Linked DNA regions of Mus musculus: region 1 is linked to region 2. The links are chromatin contacts, called in public HiChIP or PLAC-seq maps. All regions are on one chromosome and are shown on one strand. Each heading gives the region's core, a stretch centred on a gene start, on an enhancer-like site or on the middle of the called end of the contact. The rest is flanking DNA. Distances are from core to core; before and after follow the strand shown. Region 1 overlaps Dock10 (dedicator of cytokinesis 10). Region 2 overlaps Serpine2 (serine (or cysteine) peptidase inhibitor, clade E, member 2).

Region 1 (6,264 bases), core at 126-2,625, 720 kb before region 2:
CAATTCCAAACACCAAGAATCAAGGAGAACAAATGTTCACCCAACAGGCAAAGTCTTCAGAGATGCAGAAAGAGGTATAGAAAGATCTAGAACACAATCAGAGAAGATATTACTTGCCAATATCAAAAGCTCTCAGGAAACCATCTTTGAAATTACTTGCCTTTAGCCATTATGTTAACCTACAAAAATGACGTCTTCATGTAGTCTGATATAATTATTGTCCATTAAGGTCCATAAGTAATATTCTCCCAAGATCCACACCATCACCATTTAGCTCTTCTTATCTGAACAATGCATACTTTTTTTGTAATTCTTTAAACTCCTTCCCACCTCCGTGCCATATGAGTATTTTATTCCTTCCTTTACAAACTTGGACTCATGAGTCCTTAACTGACCTACTAGAAAAATACTCAGAAAACCATGTACTAAATAGACAGAGGGGGCCATTGGGGAATGCTGCTTTCAAATGACCTAACCTTGTTCTTTTCACAGATTTCTTTAAGACATGCTGCTGGTGCATCTGATTTCTTTTGTAACACGGGCAGGACTATCAATTGCCTTTGGTTAAGAAAAATAAATCCAGTAAGAGCTTAAAAGAGGAAACATTTTGTTATTCTGTGCAGGCCTGATAATATTACCTAAGCATGGCCCTCCATAGGTTTCACCATCAGCTGCCTTTGAACAAGGAGAACCTGTGAAATTCATCCTGATAAGCTCTGCAAATTAGAGCTTTAAGGATCATTATGCAAATGATATTCAAATGCACACACCGGGGCGCCAACCAGCAAGTGTGAATTGCAGTATTCAAAGGGAATAGACAGCTCCCATCCCTTTTCCTTGATGAGGAGAAGCAAACCAAAGTAGGCTTGCACATCTTCCTGAACCTGTGGAGAATGCAGGTTCAAGAGCTCAGAAAGGAACTACATGGTGCATGATTAGCATAATACCCATCCTCAAAAAAAAAAAAAAAAAAAAAAAAACTTATTTGAGATGGCATTTTATATTCCTCTAAGACATAACTTTCACGTCCACGTTGATTCATCACACAATCATGTGAAACCGGTGATGTGACTATAACAGGAAATAGGCTCTAGGTCTGTACAACCTCCTTTGAGGACACGTTAGAGTCCTCTGTGGACAGGTGTTTTTATTTTACTGTACTGGCTACTGTATTTAACATTAACCAAGTTTGCAATGAGCCAGACAATAGCAAACAAATTAAAAACTCTTTCTTCACAGCAAGGGATTTTTTTGTTTAAAAACATGCAAGGCTTGCATAGCTTGGAGTTTCTCACACAGCAGCTGGCATCACTGGCCACAGATCTAACAGCCTGCAGAAAGCATCCCTCCAAGTCCCCTCAAGGATCCCCTGCCAGAGTTAGGAAATAGCAGTAGCAAACACTGCCTGCAATCAGTGAAACCCGCAGGAGCTGTCCTCTAGCAAGAATGCAAGCCAACAAATGCTGGTTGCATAGCTTCAAACATCAGCCACCCCTGGAATTAATTAGCTAAAAAAAACTTGGCAGGGGAGATTTATTCAGTGCATCAATAGTTCTAGATTGTATGGCTCTCAATCGTGCCTCCTTTGGTGTAGATGCATTTCAGAATGTAAATGAAAAAGAACTTGAAGGGAAGGGGAACTTACATGTGTAAATGACATCTCCACTTTGGAATGTGATTGACTCTTTCAGCTCTTTGCCTGTATGAAAGCCACTGATCTATCTGCCCATCCATCTATCCATCCACCCATCTATCTATCATCTAATCTATTTACCTATCATCTATCTATCTATATCTCTCTCATATGTGTGTGAGAGTTTAAACATAACAATGAATTCCTATTTACCAAGAACAATTTCCCTGCCCTCTTGTGTCTTCCCATCTCAAGCCATTTAGCCTTCTACTAACATTTTCTGCACTGATTCTTCTTGGACTGCATTGCTTTATTTGTGAACTTTGGACCATTCTGCAGCAGGGACACGTATATTTGACATTCTAGTTCTGATCCGAGGGCACCTCAATATTCTGAAGGACTTATAAAGAAAAATCTAGCAGGAATCAATAATTTTATTTCTCATTTCATTGAAGTAGATTTTTATCCATATTTACTGCCTTGAGGTTTCACAGTCTGTGTGTGTTACCTCTACTGACCCCAGTTACTTGCTTAACTAGAATGTGCTGCTTCAGAAGGGCAGCATATTAAGGCAGAGACTGCATTATAAAATGCCTTTGGAAAAAATCAAATCAGCTAGAGCAATGTACAGCCACATTTTCCACTATCTGGAAATGCAGCCAACATGGACACAAAACAAGTAGGAAACTGCCTCTTGGTTTCCACCACTCACACCCCACTTGTAAATCATTGGCTCTGAGGGTACGTATGAGAGGGAAGCTTTCTCTCAGATCATGCCTTACAGCTCAGTGGCCTCTGCCCTCCTTGATGGGTTCCCTATCAAAAGGTAAGGATCCTTTCCAAACATTTCCACAGCTGCCATTGGTCTGACTCCATAAACCCTGACAAATAACACAAAATCTTTAGTCAGCTACCCCTTTTTCTTCTAACTTCCATCTCAGAATTATCAGTAGGATACACTACACCTTACACACACACACACACACAGTTTAGGGAAATGGCTCAGTGTCAAATTGCTTACTCTGCAAGCAAACTCAGATCCTCAGAACTAACATGAAAAACTAGGCAAGGCAACACATACCTGTATAACCCAAACTTAAGAGCAGAGACAGACAGCTATCTGGAGCTCACTGACTGGACAGCCTAGCCTGGCCAAATCTATAAGCTTCAGGTTCCATAAGAAACCCTGTCTCAAAAACCCTGTGGGCCTTATATCTACACACACAGCACACATGCACGTGTGTGCATACGCACACATGTGTGCTCATACACACAGACACTCATATACATAGCACCAAAAGAAAACTATAAGAGGAAAAAGTTCTAAGAATTATTGCTTCTCACCAATCAGTTACCCAAATATTGTGATGCATTTCAGTAGACATGGTTACAGTTCTCATTTAAGAGATGCTGGAGATTGTATTCTGAAGCAAAGAAACTGCCGTATGTTTTTCATGCAAGCAGAACTCAAGCTGTTTGGAGACATTAATGTTTTTCATGATTGCCATTATCAAGGCCATAGCTAATACTCACTAAAGGTCCTTTGTGGACCAGACTCTACACCTAGGAGCTCCTAACACAGTGATGAATGTGTGTTCTTCATCCTACAGACCAAGGAGTCAGCACAAAAGAAAGACACAGGTTCCAAAATCACGATAGCCACAACAAAGGTCTGCTTCTTTCTGCTCCCTGCTAACTGGGATTCAGAAATTTGTCAAAAGGAAAATCTACCATGACTATGTCTCTCTATACTAGGTGGGAGTGGGGTGGGGATGGAAAAGGGGTAGGGGTGGGGAGAAAGTCTTTTCCTGAAACTTGAAGTCATTTTTTTTTTCCTGTTGCAATTGAAGTTGTAAACGTTGCTTTAGCTGAGACCCTTTGGGAATTTTAGTGTTTGCCTTCCCAAATCTCAGTCCTCTGATCTGTCAGTCTGCCAGTTTTAGCTACTGACTCCTGACCTTGAAGCTGGCAAAAATCTAGAGTCATCAGTGGAAGCAGCAGAATAGGCAGATGTCCCATGGACAGAAAGTCAGACCTCTCTCACCCCTATAGTGTCTAGGGAAATGGTTGGAACAGCGTTTCAGCTTTCTATGTTTTCCATATCATAGGCCACCTTCTAACAGTTCAGGATTGCACAGGTATTCAAAATCAGCTATTTGGGTTTGAATGTTTATCAAATAATTTTTCAATATTAGTTTTTTTAATAAAGAACAAGGGGACCTTTGCCAGCTCTGTTTGAAGGAAATATACCTTCCTGAGACATACATCTAAGAACAATTTCCTTTTACATTCATCTAGTCATTCAGCAGCAAATACAGCCATCCCCTTCCTCAAGGCCAGACAATGTATCAAAAGCTGGACATGCATTGCTGTATGCCCTGAGAACCCAATGTCAATTAGGAAGGTAGACAAGCAAACAGGAAATGCCTGTTTGACATGAACAGAGCTGAGAAGTGGATCCTGGACACTGGCTTCTGCAAACCTATAGCCCTCTATGATGGATCATGAGCTGTTGATGATCATCCTTCCATGAGAACAAGGGCTATGCAAGTATTGGGAATCAGACAGTCGTGAACTTAGTCGTTACTCTTAGATTTCCCTACCCCATCCATGAGAAAACACAACATTAAGACATTTGTCCATGATTTTTCACAAGTAGTGAATATGTTAGTCAAAAATGGTTTTTCTTCCATTTTCTTTGTGTGTGTGTGTGTGTGTGTGTGTGTGTGAGAGAGAGAGAGAGAGAGAGAGAGAGAGAGAGAGAGATACATATGTATGTATCTGTTACACATGTATTGGGGATCTAAATGCACTTGTGTCCTCAGGCATATGGAGGCTGAAGAGAGAATCATTTTGATCAAATTTCTACCTTTTTCAGTGAGGCAGAGTCTCTCAGACAATCCCAGAGATCTCAGATGTGGGTATTCTTATTAGCCAGTTTAATCAAAGGGACCTTAACCCCATCTTCTGGGACGAGAATTACAGAAGGGCTTCTAAGCCCTGGCTTCTATGGATTGAAATCTCCTCTCCTCTCACTTGTTTCCAAATGCTTAACCACTGAGCCATCTCCCCAAACCCTCAAAAACAATGTAAAAAAAAAAAAGTGTTGTTTCTTCTTGGACTCAGTAGTCTTATTTGTAGGTAAACTGTGCCGTCAGAAGAAACCGATAGGGTAGGCTCTTCTCGCTCAGCTCATCTTGTATTCTGAGACCACATTTATTCCACAGGGTCAGAAGGAGACATGTTCCTGTCTCTTCAAAGAGAATGAATTATAGGGAATTTCTCACTTAGTTATCTACAGATAATAGAATCTTCTTTTTCCTTGGCTTCAAACCAGACAGATTTATAACGGCTAAAGCCCACTGGGCTCTCGTGGAATAAAAATGATGGCTCAGGTGTTATTTTTAGTCCTGCAAACTCCATATTTTCAAAGGTTTTAAAACTGAGTAATTAAGTTACATATAACTAGCATATACCCTACAGTCTTTAAAGACATATTAATGTGGGTGCTTTTAAAGAGCTGTAATTGGGGAGTACTATGTTCAATTTCTGTCACACTAACACTGCAGAGTGTCAGATGTCTGCAAACAAGATGGTATAGGAACATGTAGTGACATATTTAGGTACCCGTGTGTGCCATATGGTGTCACCTGGGCTACGTTTAAAGACTTACAGAAGGCATAAAATGATAATGAATGGTCTAAAAACTGTCGAATATCACTCAAAATGTTGTGTTCTACTTAAGACTACCACAAGAGGGCATTCTTCCTCCAACTTATATGCAAACAAATTCTTCCTTTGATTTGTCCAAGCAAAAAGCTGGGAGTGGGGGAAGGGGATAGGGGTTTTTCGGAGGGGAAACCAGGAAAGGGGATAACATTTGAAATGTAAATAAAGAAAATATCTAATAAAAGAAAAAATATGTGTAGGATATGTGTTGACGTTCCTTCGCCTGGCTGGGGGAATGTTTATGCTGTTGTCTGATTATGACACAGTATTCTCTGCTCATTACTCTCTCCCTTTCTGGTTTGACCTTCATAGGCTGCTAATTAATGGCTTCTGACAAATGAAAGACGGGAACTTTTTTTTCCCCTTAGTATGTGGATTTTTTTTTTGTCTGGTTGTGATTTGTCACTGGAATTCTCTAATAAAGCCAGTGGTTTTTCTGTGTGTCTCCCCTAGGGATTCTTTGAGGAGGAGGAAGGTAAAGAGTATATCTACAAAGAGCCTAAGCTGACAGGGCTCTCGGAGATCTCCCAAAGGCTTCTCAAGCTCTATGCAGACAAATTTGGAGCAGACAATGTGAAAATAATTCAAGATTCCAACAAGGTAGGTGAACAAACAGTGTTCACACAGTGACTTGACAGTGTTCACACAGTGACTTGACAGTGTTCACACAGTGTGACTTGACAGTGTTCACACAGTGTGACTTGAGAGTGTTCACACAGTGTGACTTGATAGTGTTCACACAGTGTGACTTGACAATGTTCACACAATATGACTTGACTAGATTTTTCCTATTTCTACGCACTGTTTTTAATTTTCCATGCGAAATGAACTAGCCAAAATACTTGAGATATTTTGCATGTTGATTGGCTGGTGAGGTTTTGGATTTTTTTTTTATGTTTGTA
Region 2 (6,632 bases), core at 99-2,598:
GCTCAAAAAAAGAAATAGGAAAATCGGGAGTATGTTGCCCTAAACCTGTGCTAATTTTAGTTTGATGCATTGCCAAAGGATGCCGTTGAGTGCCTACGGCTCAGTTAGCATTCGTCCTTTCCTCCTGCATCTCATCTGAGGCCTGAAGGACCACCAGGATAAGGACTTCTTTCTGCATTGCCTGTTTACCCAAACACTTGGCTTTTTTTCCTTCCCTGATGCTGGGACTTGAACCCACGTCTGTGTGCTTGCTAGACAAGTGCTCTACTGCTGAGGACCTGTGTAACCCTTGAGTTTGCCTCTTAATTAGGACTGAGTTGTTTTTTGTTTTTTGTTTTTTTAATATAAATTTTCCCCTTGGGTTTGGGAAAAAAAAAAAAAAAACTTTAAGATTTTCGAATTCTCAAACATTTAGCTTACTTCCACAGAGCAACTACTGTAGGCTTGCCTTGTATCCAGAAATGTATTTTGCCATTTGTCTGAAGTAACGAATTCAATACCTCTCATTGAGACTGTCCTTCACCCAAGCAGCTATTCATAACACATACCTAGCATCCTCTTTGTGTATTTGCCATTAGGCCTAGAATTGTTTGAATGGGTCAGGTCTCTGACGTCTACATTTAGAACACAATTTCCAATGACGAGCTATAGCTTGGACATGCAAAGTACTCTGGTGTGTATTTTAACCCTTGACTGGTAGAGAGGTAGTTTTATTACCAACCCCAGTTGCGTGCTCAAGAGTATCTGAATATCTCCTGCGGGAGAAGCGCCTGCCCCCTCACCCCTAACCCACCCTCACACCTTCGCTGGAACTGAAGCTCCACTGATCCATCTTCCCATTCTCTTTCATTCCTGGTCCCCAGCCCAGCACATTAGCATAACCTGTTCAAAATCCTCTTAGGAATGCGTTTCTTGGTTCGGATCCAGATCCCTGAATCACACCTTTATTTTAATGGGATCCTTGGCCTAATAAACTTTGAGAAAGAAGCGCTTCTTGTTCAAAATCTCCTGTTATAGTCTGGGTACTAAGTAGGAGGCCCAGGCACCCTGAATCTTCTTGAGCTGCTCTCTTTAACCTGGTAGGTGACCTGAGCCACATAAACAGTCACCTGGTCTCAGCTAGCCATGGTAGAGCTGGCTATTTGTGCAGAGAGAGAGAGAGAGAAGTTCTTTTGTTCTTTTTACCAGACCCATATCCCATCATGCTCATGCTGACAAGAGTTGGTGTCCTTTTGGGTAGTAGCAGCCCTGGGAATTGTGCGGTTGTTTTTGGACCTGAGGGAACTGAATCCACTGGAGGATCCCCAAGGCACAGCTGCAGTTCTGTGCCTGGCCCTTCCCAGGAGTTCCCTCCTGATATTGCTGTGCTGGCAGATAGTGTGGCTATGAAAGCCAGCACTTCTGGAGCCTAACTAACCGTGGGACTAGGGACAGATTTCTTAACCTTGTGAGCCTCAGTTTCCCCATCTGAAACCCTCTCTGGGATAGACAGTCGAGTTAGATTATATTATTGTCTTTCTACTTCTGGGGGAAAAAATGGCATCTTTATAGATCTTTGTTCTTTTCATTTTTAAAATAAAATTAATAGTCATCTGAGTTGAAGTGATTAGAGGCACTAAAACATTTAGGGTCTGGGAATCCATCCCAGAAGTAACAATTGCAAATCATTTAGCAGAAATTGAAATCTACTGCAAGTGACAGCCACGCACGGCCCTCAGTCTGCAGGACTATCGAGTTACTTCTGACCCTTTTCATAAGCTGGAATTTGCCGTGGCTTTGAGGTTACTCCTGATAACTCTAGATGGCATGCTCATCAAAGAAGTGCTGATTTTGTGTTTTCTGGGAACAGGGTCAGAGAGCCTTCATGTCTCTCACATCTTGCAAAAAGCAAAAATTGAAGTCAGTGAAGATGGAACCAAAGCTTCGGCAGCAACAAGTAAGTGCTGGCTCACGTGGCAAGGCCACGCCAATAGGAAAGCAGACACACTCCAGGTTCACTCTGCAGCTCAGCTGACTTCTAGGGAGTCTTGAAAGCTGACCCTTGGGAGACAGCAATGAGTATGAACTAATGAAGTAGTTCATCATAATGAGGAGGAGGAGGAGGAAGAGGAGGAGGAAGGAGGAGGAGAAGGATGTTGAGGAAGAGATAGGAAGGCGCCTTGGAGACACCAATGTGTATGGGTAAAGTGTTTGATGATGGTGGTGATGATGACGACAATGTTGATATCAGGGGTGTAGCTCAGTGGTGTGAGTACTTGCCCAGCATACACAAGGCTATGGGTTTGAACACTTAACACTGACAAAAAATAAATCATGTTAGTGTAGGAATTTCATCTAGGAAAGGGGTACCATTTCCCTGGAAAGAGCTAGCTAGCATGTTATTTCAGCCATGCAGCCCTCACTGTCTTCAGCCCAAAACCTCAAGTCTGCAAATACAGCAAGAAAGCAACCAGAGGCATGCAACTGAGTAGATATGGCTCGCCCAGTCTTCTAATAAAACTTTATTTATCAAACCAGGGGTTGGCAGTGTAGACCTAGCCCTAGTACCATTGCATGTTGGTCCCTGCTCTCAGCAGGAAAAAGCATGTGTGGCTACTTTACCAACCAGAAAGGCTCATCTTTAGATTGAAAGGCAACAGCAAGTACAGGAGCATAGCTGCTCCAGTCTCCCCAGGACAATGTGAAGAATCAGCATCGTCTACAGGACAGCACCAGGATTGCTGGGCAGCCTTCTTTGATCATTAGAACATCTGCATCTCTCCCCTTGGCAGATTATAAGGAAGGAAGACCTAAGCATGTCTCCACCAGCACCAGCAATACCATCAATCGTCCATGTTAAAAAGATTGGTTTATGAGATTGTAAACTCATAAACTAGTTTCACTGAACATCCTGCTGAGCGATTGACTATTTCTAGTCATGAAACAAAGTTATCATTTATTCTACAGAGTTAGCACCTTATCACCTCCACAATAAATGCTTATTTTTTTTCCTGTTGCTTTAAAATAGCACTTAACATAAGGACCTGGAATACTAGTTTTGATTTTTTTTTTAATACCCTTTGTCTTCTCTAGGTGACGGCTTCATGTTAAAATGATTTGTCCGTCTTGCCAACTACCATTCCAGTCAGGACATGATTTATAGAGGAGCTCTGTGTGAATGGAAATGTAGACTCCCTTGTTCTAAATTTTACTAGGGATCTCAAGACCACTACAGCAGAATGTTAAACCAAATCCGGGGCTCTGTGTCAGCAGGCTTCGGCCGCTAAATTAGTCAGCTCAGGGTCCCCTAATGATGTCAGAAACCAGAGAACTTAAACAACAGATGTCTATTTTTCCCACAGCTCTTGAGGCCAGAAGTCTGGGGTTGGAGTGGCAGCAGGGTTGGCTTCTCTTGAGGTCTTTGTGTGCTCATGAGACTTGTGTGCTCATGTGGTTTTGTCATGTCCCTGGAGATGCTCCCCATCGTAATAAGGATATCAGGCCTGTTGGGTTGGTGCCTCACCTTTAGGTCCTTCTGTATCCTTAGTAGACTCTGTGAAGGGCCTGTCTCCATGTGTAGTCATATAAGGAGCCTAGCGCCTCAATGGAGGAGTGTCACCAGTCTACACTGCATGCTCTCTAACTGTAATTCTGGGTAAAGCAGTCTGCCCAGCATAACTTCCCAGTATTCCTTTTCTCAGAGCAAGCCACATCACTTATGCTTTTCAAAATACTGAGCCAGTGTGCCAGACACTAGTAGTTATACTACCCTTCTCTCTTTCCTTAGCCTTACCATGGTCTTTATTAAACAGGGCCAACCATTGGTCAAAGTAGGCAGATCTAAGACTTACATGTCTAAAGAATCTTTCTTTCAGGCGAGGGTGTCGTTCGGTAGCAAATAACTTGCTTAGTGGTCACATTGTCCTGGGTTTTATCCCCACTATATTACAAGAATAACAAAAAGTTGTTTTCTAAGTCAGATATCTGCAGCCAATGAGTTGAGCGAGTGGTGGTGTAATATAGCAGGTGCAGATGAGCAGTCTGTGTTGCTGTCACAAAGGACATCTAAATGATGTACCAAAGGAGAAGACGCAGAGCCGACAGTTAAGCATTCTGAGCTGGCCTTTGATATGCAGAAAGGATGTGGGTAGGTTGAAGAGGTCCAGAGGCTTTATCAGCACAGCAGATGGTGTGAGTAAAAATAGCTTATAATAACAGCAAATATTCTCTGGGTGCTCATTTGGTGCCAGTCTCTGTCCCAAGAGCTGTAGTGTGTTTGTCATTCACTCCCCATAAATCTATGAAAGCTAAGAACATTTATTGTGAAGATGGGGCTTTTATCGAATATGTGAGACAGTAACTGAAAAGGCCATCCCAATAAATAGTGACCATTGAGACCATTATAACATGCCAGCTTAGAAGACAAAGCAAACGTACCCTCAGACGCCAGCCTCTGGGTGTCATCACTGCCCTGGTACTTACTGGATAACACATCATTTCTTCTTCTTTCCATAGCTGCAATCCTAATTGCAAGGTCATCACCTCCCTGGTTTATAGTAGACAGGCCTTTCCTGTTTTCCATCCGACACAATCCCACAGGTGAGTGACTCTTCTGTTTTATTGCCTGTGGTTTGTGTGCAGAAAGGTCCATCCACTGCAGCTAGTGTTGCACCCCGTCAGTGTGGCCCTTAATCTGTTTTCTTCATGTCAGCTATAGGAGACACTACCAATACTATAACCCCCCTACACACACCACACACACACTCTAAAGAGGCAAGAAAATGAACTCTGTGTTACAGAGTTTGGTGGGACCTTTTAACTATTGTTCGGGTTGTAGATTTGGAAGAAGGTGGTAGTTTTTAACATGAAAAGGTGCAACATGCCCTTTGAAATTTTTTTTCATAGTTTTAAAAATACCTTAAATATCACAACAAACTCTGTTTCTTCAACTTCTGTGGGGTCACTCAGATTTAGTGCCTTAGGAATTGTCCATTGGAAAGATCTTGGCTCCACAGCTCTTACGTTAAATTGGGCTCTGATCTTTACTCTGTGTGTGTGTGTTATGTGTGTATGTATGTATATATGTACATATGTACATATGGAGTGTGTGCTATGTGTGTATGTGTATGGGGGGTGTGTATGTGATGTGTGTGTATATGCATGTGTATGTGTACGTATGGAGTGTGTGCTATGTGTGTATGTGTGTATGTGTGTAGGGGTGTATGTGGTAAGTAAGTGGGGACAGCTGTATGGATGCATGTGTACATATATTCATATATGAAGGGCAGAGGTCAAATTCGGTTTGTTTGTCATTCCTCCGGTGCCATCTATCCTGGGTTTTTTGAGATAGGGACGTAGGACTTGAAGATTAGGCTAGGCTGTCTGGCTAGCCAGCCCCCGAAACCCTTTTGGTCTCTGAGAGATTATAAGCTATATACAGTAAGCATCACATTTGTCTATTTCTATGGGTGCTGGGCTGGAACCCAGGTCCTCGTGTTTCCGTGGCAAACACTTCACCAACTTTGTCATCTCGTCAGCCCACTAAAGTCATCTTTTAAAAAATAACTGATCAAAAAAATATTACATGAAAATTTTTCTTAATTAAATGATAATATTTTTAAAAGATAAATAACTTTAAAAACAAAACAAAACAGGATTGTAGGCTGGAGAGATAGCTCCACTGTTAAGAGTGCTTATCGCTCTTGCAGAGGCCCTGGGTTCTGTCCCTAGTGCCCATGTCAGGCAGCTTACGACTGCATGTCACTCTAGTTCCAGGTGATCTGATGCCCCCTGGCCTCTGTAGGCACCCACATACATTCAGCGCACATAAACTCACACAGGCACACACATACATAACCAGAATAGATCTTTTTAAAGTAAGATAAGGATAGTAACAGCTCTCCCCTTTGTGTTTAATTGTGAAGTACAAACCTGCCTTTATGGGAAGGTTGGCTTCACATCCATGCACTGTGGGTGCTGATGCGTGTTCTCTTTGGCTGTTATTTTAATCAGAAGGTATAGTTCCTTATTCTTTTATCTCATGTTTGATATGTCTTCATTATGTATCAGAGCTGATCAATCCAACACTGAAGCTTCTAGCCACTTGTGGCTACTTAACCTAAACTCTATTAAAATGACACATAATTAAAATGACAGCGTCTTAGACTGTCCTCAACTCAGCTCCTCATTTGAGTAGTTCTTGTGGCGTCGCTTGCGCAGTGAAGGCGGAGACTATTCCTGCCTTTGGAGAAAGTTCTATGGAATGGCACAGCTGAGCAACAGGATAGCCATGGCTCCTTCTCTCCCCAGCATGCAGCACTCTCCGTCTTGCACCGAAGATTCATTTTATGATGCCAGACATTATTTCTCTTTAACCCTCTAGGTGCCATCTTGTTCCTGGGCCAGGTGAACAAGCCCTGAAGGACAGACAAAGGAAAGCCACGCAAAGCCAAGACGACTTGGCTCTGAAGAGAGACTCCCTCCCCACATCTTTCATAGTTCTGTTAAATATTTTTATATACTGCTTTCTTTTTTGAAACTGGTTCATAGCAGCAGTTAAGTGACGCAAGTGTTTCTGGTCGGGGCTGTGTCAGAAGAAAGGGCTGGATGCCTGGGATGCTGGATGCCTGGGATGCTGGATGCCTGGGATGCTG

What was found. HiChIP or PLAC-seq counts read pairs in DNA pulled down with a chosen protein or histone mark.
Region 1: an H3K27ac HiChIP or PLAC-seq map of VIP interneurons shows a contact between it and region 2, with 6 times the contacts expected there. The contact joins two enhancer-like sites. A contact is called at or near these places in 17 of 484 Hi-C or Micro-C datasets (the AML12 cell line, the G1E-ER4 cell line, the STO cell line and 11 more) and 1 of 115 datasets of contacts at active chromatin or transcription factors (VIP interneurons).

The regions. Positions count from the first base shown.
Region 1 is chr1:80,515,187-80,521,450 of GRCm38.p6, reverse strand. It overlaps Dock10 (dedicator of cytokinesis 10), which reads left to right. Exons shown (of 56, transcript NM_175291.4): 51 at 5,816-5,962. Among named protein-coding and RNA genes, the nearest start is that of 1700016L21Rik, 72 kb to the right of the region's middle. Within about 2 kb of position 1,375, at least 5 of the 459 cell types and tissues checked have an H3K27ac peak or open chromatin away from gene starts, as enhancers often do. A contact at or near this core is called in VIP interneurons, where this site is marked.
Region 2 is chr1:79,794,772-79,801,403 of GRCm38.p6, reverse strand. It overlaps Serpine2 (serine (or cysteine) peptidase inhibitor, clade E, member 2), which reads left to right. Exons shown (of 9, transcript NM_009255.4): 7 at 1,850-1,936; 8 at 4,495-4,578; 9 at 6,362-6,632. The coding sequence ends at 6,399. Among named protein-coding and RNA genes, the nearest start is that of Gm39666, 9.8 kb to the right of the region's middle. Within about 2 kb of position 1,348, at least 2 of the 459 cell types and tissues checked have an H3K27ac peak or open chromatin away from gene starts, as enhancers often do. A contact at or near this core is called in VIP interneurons, where this site is marked.